Linked DNA regions of Mus musculus: region 1 is linked to region 2. The links are chromatin contacts, called in public Hi-C maps. All regions are on one chromosome and are shown on one strand. The core of a region is the stretch at or near the end of the contact, and the rest is flanking DNA. Distances in the headings are between cores, read along the strand shown. Region 1 has its middle 56 kb from the start of Rp1. Region 2 holds the start of Rp1 (retinitis pigmentosa 1 (human)).

Region 1 (3,252 bases), core at 272-2,771, 56 kb after region 2:
CAGTGCTTGTAATGTGATGTTTCACTGGCCTAGAAGGATGCACATAACCACCACATAGCACTGAGTCTAAGTATACAGTGCCTGTAATGGATGTCTCATTTTAAGTATTAAATACCTTAGGACATACATGAACAAACCTGTGAAATGTAGCCATGCGCAAAGGCAACAGAATAAGAAGTTTATGACAGATTGCAAATTGATCCTCTTTGTTTCCTGCATCAAGAGTTTGGCTTTATCAATTTCCAAACAATTCTCCCTTAACTGGAGGAGATATACCAAGCCCAGATCAGTAGATACCTGAAACCATGAACAGGGTCAAATCCACATATTCTATGGCATTTTTTGTTTCATATTTAGATATAGCTTTAATGAAATGTATTAATCATTCACAGTAAAAGATTTATAATAACAATAAAATGACCAGTTACAACATTCTATAACAAAATTGCCCACACCATCACCACTTTTGCACTTTGGAATTTTTATTAACAAACAGAGATTACTTGAGCACAGGTATCATGATACTGCCAGAGCCAGCCTGGTACACGTGGGTGCTCCCTACAGAGAACTCCTAAGTGCTGAATGCACAGCAGTACATAAGAATGAATGACGTTCCAAATGGGATGGGGTGGATCAGGATGCAGCAAAGTTAAATTTAAATTACAATTCAGAGCACTGTGCAACTTTAAATTTCTGAGCTGTCCATTTCTGGAATCTTCCGTTAAATATGTCTGGACCACAATTGATCATAGAAAGCAAAACCTCAGATGGGGGAGAAGGTTGGATAGTACATGAACATGATGCTTAGTGACAAAGTTGACTTGACAGAAACTGGCTGGAGCTCCGCATCTGGACAAGCAACAACAGTGTGACTGCTGGTAGACACACACTGAGTCATGCTGTGTGACAGGACACTGTGGTAGCCATTACCATTATGTTCATTATTGCACTGTCTGCGATACACACCAGCCCTCTTCTTCCAGCATTCATTGTTGCAATGCAATGCATCCAGTGCAATGTGTAAGAAATGGTATAGGCTCGGGACCCCCAAGACCAAGTTCTCAGCACAAAGGAGATTTATTTGCCCTAGAGGGACAGAGGGCAGGGAATAAAGGAGATACAGGGCAAGGGTGAAGGGAAGAAGGGAGAGAAGGAAAGGTGTATTTGTCCAGGAGGGGAACAAAGGACAGCCTCTGGTTAGACAGACAGACATGGCACATAGGAAAATGGCAGTTTATAAAGGTACATGGGGAAACCATGAGTTAGGATGAGTTGTTAGATTTTAACTGGGCATGTTATTAGGTGAGCCAAAGGGGGCTTTGGATTGCTGGACTTTAATACTTTAATACTTTGGATGTTGGTAGTCAGCCTAAAAAGGAGGAAATGTCCATATAAGGGACTAGACCTTGGTGGCTAGCTTTAGGAATGTAATCTAAATGTATGTATGATACATGCATGCCTTCACTCACATAAGTGAGCTTACACTCTCATACATATAATTTTTAACAAGGCACAGGGAATAGGGAGAAGGGAAAGACTTCCCAGAATCATGCTCGCCAGGCTCAAGCTCTCCTGAGTCCCTTCATTATGCACTACACCAGCGAAGATAAACCTATGCATTTCCCCTTCACTTTCATCAGCCCTTTTTTAGACTTTTTATAGTAACACCAAGTCTAGCAATTATTTTCAATGGCTTTGCATCAGCTGTACACCTGCTGAGTATGACAGCAATCCTAATCAAGAAAGGGTCAAGAGCCAGTTATGTTATGACTATGCCTAACACAATACTGCAAAAACCCTGACATATGACTGCTTCCTCCTATGGTCTGCCTTTCCTTCCCAATTCCAGTTGAGTCCAGAACATGAGGAGTTAAACCTTTTTTGAAAGCGCCACCTTGTGGCCTGCACGCGTTGGTGCACCTGTGTATTGGACAAAGAATCGTGGACACAGGGAGGTTGGGCCCAAGACCTTTATACAAGAAATGAGTTTCATAGCTCTCTTAATCACCTAGAGAGAAGATTCCCAAAACTCGTGTAAAGCCAAGCACAGCAGTGCACATCTGCAATCTCAGTACTCTTAAAGTAAGATCAAGGCAGAGACCAGCAGATTCCCTGAAGCTCATGGGCCAGCTACTCTAATATATTCAGTAGTTAAAGGCAAAAGAGAGACTTTGTTCCACATGAAAGGAGAAAAATCAAAACGCACAACTATTCTATGGCCTCTAGATACATGCTTTGATAAGTATATGCCCTCACTCACATAAGTGAGCTTGCACTCCCATACATATATACACATGCTCACGAGCATATACACACACATGCATGCATGTGAGCACATACACACAAATGTTGTCAACCTCGGTAACACTAAATATTTAAATTTACCAAAATCTGTAAATGCTTTGCTAAAATGTAACAAAACGAACTAAAATTGAAGTAAACTGATATGCAATTTATGATTCCGAGGGTCAAGGCCTTCCATCACCATGTTCCATTCAGAAAACACTCTAACTGCCCTAACAGCTGGGCCAGCCCCACCTTCCAGACTAAAAAACCAAGCTCAGGACTTTCGATCCCAGCAAGTCCTGGAAATCTCCATCCTGAAAATGTCTGTGCGCCCAAGAAACACTATAAAAACTCTGACTTATGCTCAGTTCTCTGCTCCTTCTCATCCTAGAAGCAGCAGCCACCCTTCCGGGTTTTTCCCTCCCCATAAATCTCTTGTGTGAGGTTTGTTGTGGGGTGTGGCTTTATGGTATTCCTTGGCTTCCAACTGCAATGATATCTTTTCCTTCAGAAGCAAAACACTTATTAGGGGTAAATATTATTAAGCATGCTAGTCATATTTTAAATCTCACAAAATACCCAATACAAACATCTAAACAAATATTCCATAACTTCAGAGGTTTTACTCCCTAATTGTTGTCCCTGTTGTTCTAGCCCCACAGAATGGCAGAGAACATCATGGTGGTGGAAGTGTGTGGGACAGGCTACTCAACTCATGCTAGACAGACAACATAAAAAGGGAAGTGGAATAAGAAAAAGGAAGAGATGGAGGAAAAGAGATAAGAAGGAGTGGCTGGATATTCCATAAGGCTTACCCTTAGTAAACTATTTACGGAACAACATGAACCATGAAACTACCAGACCCCACCTTCTGAAGTTTTTAAACTAGCTCTGAAAATTTGCACCTGCTAGAGTCCAAGTCTTGTGATACTTGGGGGGATACTTCATATATAGACCATAATATCA
Region 2 (3,258 bases), core at 339-2,838:
AGAATCAGCACCAACAATAAATAAAAAGTCAAAAAGCCATTTTCCAAGGCAGTGGCTCAGACATTGGCCTGTTGGAATCATGCACCTCTCCAAGAATCCAGGAGCATTAATTGTGCAATTCAGGAGTGAACTGACGGTGTGCCGATGTACCAAGGAAATACTCTAGATGGGATGTCTAGTCTAGATTGAAGGCAGCAAATAGAAGGTAACATTGTCCAGAGGGAATTCATGGAAAGCTCTGATGCCAGATGCAGAGTAGCAGGGATGCCCTCGGGAGGAAAGGGAAACCAGTGCAACACAGAGCCACCTCACAAAAGCAAGATCAGCTGTGTGAACACCAACTCTTGATGGCAAAGTGTACTATTTGCCATTTGAGCTTCTTTCTTAATTTGTGAAATTAATGAAATTTCGGATGGTTCTCTTATAAGCATTTTCAAACACATTTCCTATGAGATTACAATAATGCAATAGTAAACTTTAGACTTGGCTAAAAAAATAAACTAAGTAATGCACTCAGTTTACTCTGGAGAATAAGTAGAGACAGTGGTAATAAGGAAACTGGAATCTTGAGATCTGCTTCTTTCCTCCAGACGAACTCCCTGGAGATAACAAATTTTATTTGCCTCCAGCACAGTGTATACTAAAATTGTTTGCTGATGATGGGCTAGCTTGCTATCAGTATCTTCCCTCCTGTGTTCAGAAATTCTGCTGCCAAAAGTTAGACAATGGAGCAATTAGGAACACTTTGCAAAATTAAGGAGGAAAAGATATTAACTTTGGTTCACCAGGTTTGGCTGTGGCTATGCTTGCCTGCCTTGTGATGGGCCTCAGTCAACAGCACTTTTAACTCTGTCCTGAACAGTTGCCTCAATATATCTGGCAAAATAAATGATGGACCTAAAAGACACACATATCCTTTCACTAATTCAATTTTCAATTTAATTTTTCCCATGTGATAAGAATTCAGGAAGTTGAAGACAGATTGTATAGAAAACTAGCAAATATTTACTGAGAAAATATTTACTCTCGGAACAATTCACATGGTACTGTAGCAAAACTAATTCATTTCATCACAAATTTCCATAGCCATGTTGGGCAGGAGGGAAAAGATACTCAGCAGAAAAATATACTAGTTGTTGTGGTAGCCATAACCTTTTAATTATAAGCAGGTTCTTTAATGCATTGTAGTTTCCTATAATAAGTATATAATGCTATTATAAGCAAAACTACAGTAAACTCTCCTTATATTTCACTAAACTGGAATCACAATTTTCCAACACTAAAGCTTTTCCCTATATCAATATCAGCATGCTACAAAGATTGCTGTTAGATTTTAGTAACAGACAATAACTATTAATAGCATGTATTGTTCTAATGGTTAAAGATAAAACAGAGGTTTGTGTTCTATATATGAAAGATATTGCCAAAAATAAAATGAGCATACCATATTTTTAAGAGAAATATTTCAAATAGTTTTGTACTTACCAGAAGTTGAACCTTTCCTTACGAAGAAAAGAGTAAATAGTTTGTGTGGTCTGTATAAACGTCACTGGATATGCAACCTGCTTGTTTCACGTAAACAAATGTCTTTGGATTTATTACTAGCATGTGTGCTCACAGATTAAGTACAGCCAATTAATTTAATCCAAGGTGATGTTAATCTCCAGAAGTAGCTCACCTCAAGGGTGCCACAGCCCTGAAGTCTCTCTATTAAGAGTCCTTATTAGATTGTCTCTTTTGTGGGCATCATTTTCTGCAGAAAGTACTCAACTCACAGATACCTCTCTTCTAATTACCTCAGTTATTTTTTTCCAGTTTTTATTAGGTATTTTCTTCATTTACGTTTCAAACGCTATCCTGAAAGTCCCTCATACCCTCCCCCCACCCCCACGCTCCCCTACCCACCTCCTCCCACTTCTTGGTCCTGGCATTCCCCTGTACTGAGGCAGATAAAGTTTGCAAGACCAAGGAGCCTCTCTTCCTAATGATGGCTGACTAGGCCATCTTCTGATACATATGCAGCTAGAGACACAAGCTCTGGGGGTACTGGTTAGTTCATATTGTTGTTCCACCTATAGGGTTGCAAACCCCTTTAGCTCCTTGGGTGCTTTCTCTAGCTCCTCCATTGGGGGCCCTGTGATCCATCCAATAGCTGACTGTGAGCATCCACTTCTGTGTTTGCCAGGCACCAGCATAGCCTCACAAGAGACAGCTATATCAGGGTCCTTTCAGCAAAATCTTGCTGGTGTATGCAATGGTGTCTGCATTTGGAGGCTGATTATGGGATGGATCCCAGGGTGCAGCAGTCGCTAGATTTTTTTTTCCAATTTTTTATTAGGTATACCTCATTTATTTATGTAAAAAAAAAGTATGCTGCTGATACAAAATTATCTGACTCTGAATCATCCTTTTGGATGGGAGATTGTTCTTTTTATCTGTTTAGATTTTCATTTTTTTTAACTTTGACGAGTATAATTACATCATTTGCCCCTTCTGCTCCTCCCTCCAACCCCTCCCATCTATCCCACTTTGATCTCTTTCAAATTCATGTCCTCTTTTTGTTTCATTGTTACATGTGTGTGTGTGTGTGTGTGTGTGTGTGTGTGTGTGTGTGTGCACATGTGTGTGTGTGTTCCTAAATATATTAAATATAACCTCTTCAGGCTGTATAATGTTACTGGTAAGTATATGTTTTCAGGGATGACCATCTGCTATAGTATAATCAAATAGTGTGTTATTCCCAGGGGGAAAACTTTCAACATGCCTTAGTCTTAGTTTCTGTGTATGGTTTGTGCTTTGTAAGCTCTCTCCCTTCCAGGTCAGAATGTTTATTTTTGTAGTCCTAGTTCAGGTCATGTTTGTGCAGCCATGTTGGTGAGACATCATGTGTGTAGCTTCTCTGACATTTCTAAAATATAATCTCACACACTGACACACACACACACACACACACACACACACACACAAAACTGTTTCTCTGGATTTTACAGCTCTCTAACTGGACTTAACTAATAAGAGGAAAATCATGCCTCATACTGGAAGGCTAGCAAACTATCCAGAGCTAGTGAAACCATATGTCTTGGAGGAGAACATACCAGCACCTTTGTACTAAGCCAGCATAATACCTAACTACATTCTAAACAGTTATTCCCATTCATTCAGGTATATATAACTCTCACCCCTCATCAAGGAAATTTTCCAATAGATGAAAACCACTACAGAAAACTACAACCAATCAAAGTGCAGAGTTATGGAGGC

What was found. Hi-C and Micro-C count contacts between places; a contact is called where the count stands out from the background.
Region 1: a contact with region 2 is called in a Hi-C map of rod photoreceptor, with 3 times the contacts expected there. The contact joins the enhancer-like site here to the promoter of Rp1 in region 2. A contact is called at or near these places in 1 of 39 promoter capture datasets (liver), 2 of 484 Hi-C or Micro-C datasets (nephron progenitors and rod photoreceptor), 1 of 115 datasets of contacts at active chromatin or transcription factors (embryonic stem cells) and 1 of 9 other capture datasets (adipose tissue).

Annotation. Positions count from the first base shown.
Region 1 is chr1:4,415,015-4,418,266 of GRCm38.p6, forward strand. No RefSeq gene overlaps it. Among named protein-coding and RNA genes, the nearest start is that of Rp1, 56 kb to the left of the region's middle. Within about 2 kb of position 1,522, at least 2 of the 459 cell types and tissues checked have an H3K27ac peak or open chromatin away from gene starts, as enhancers often do. A contact at or near this core is called in rod photoreceptor, where this site is marked.
Region 2 is chr1:4,358,715-4,361,972 of GRCm38.p6, forward strand. It overlaps Rp1 (retinitis pigmentosa 1 (human)), which reads right to left and starts at 1,589. Exons shown (of 23, transcript NM_001370921.1): 1 at 1,486-1,589.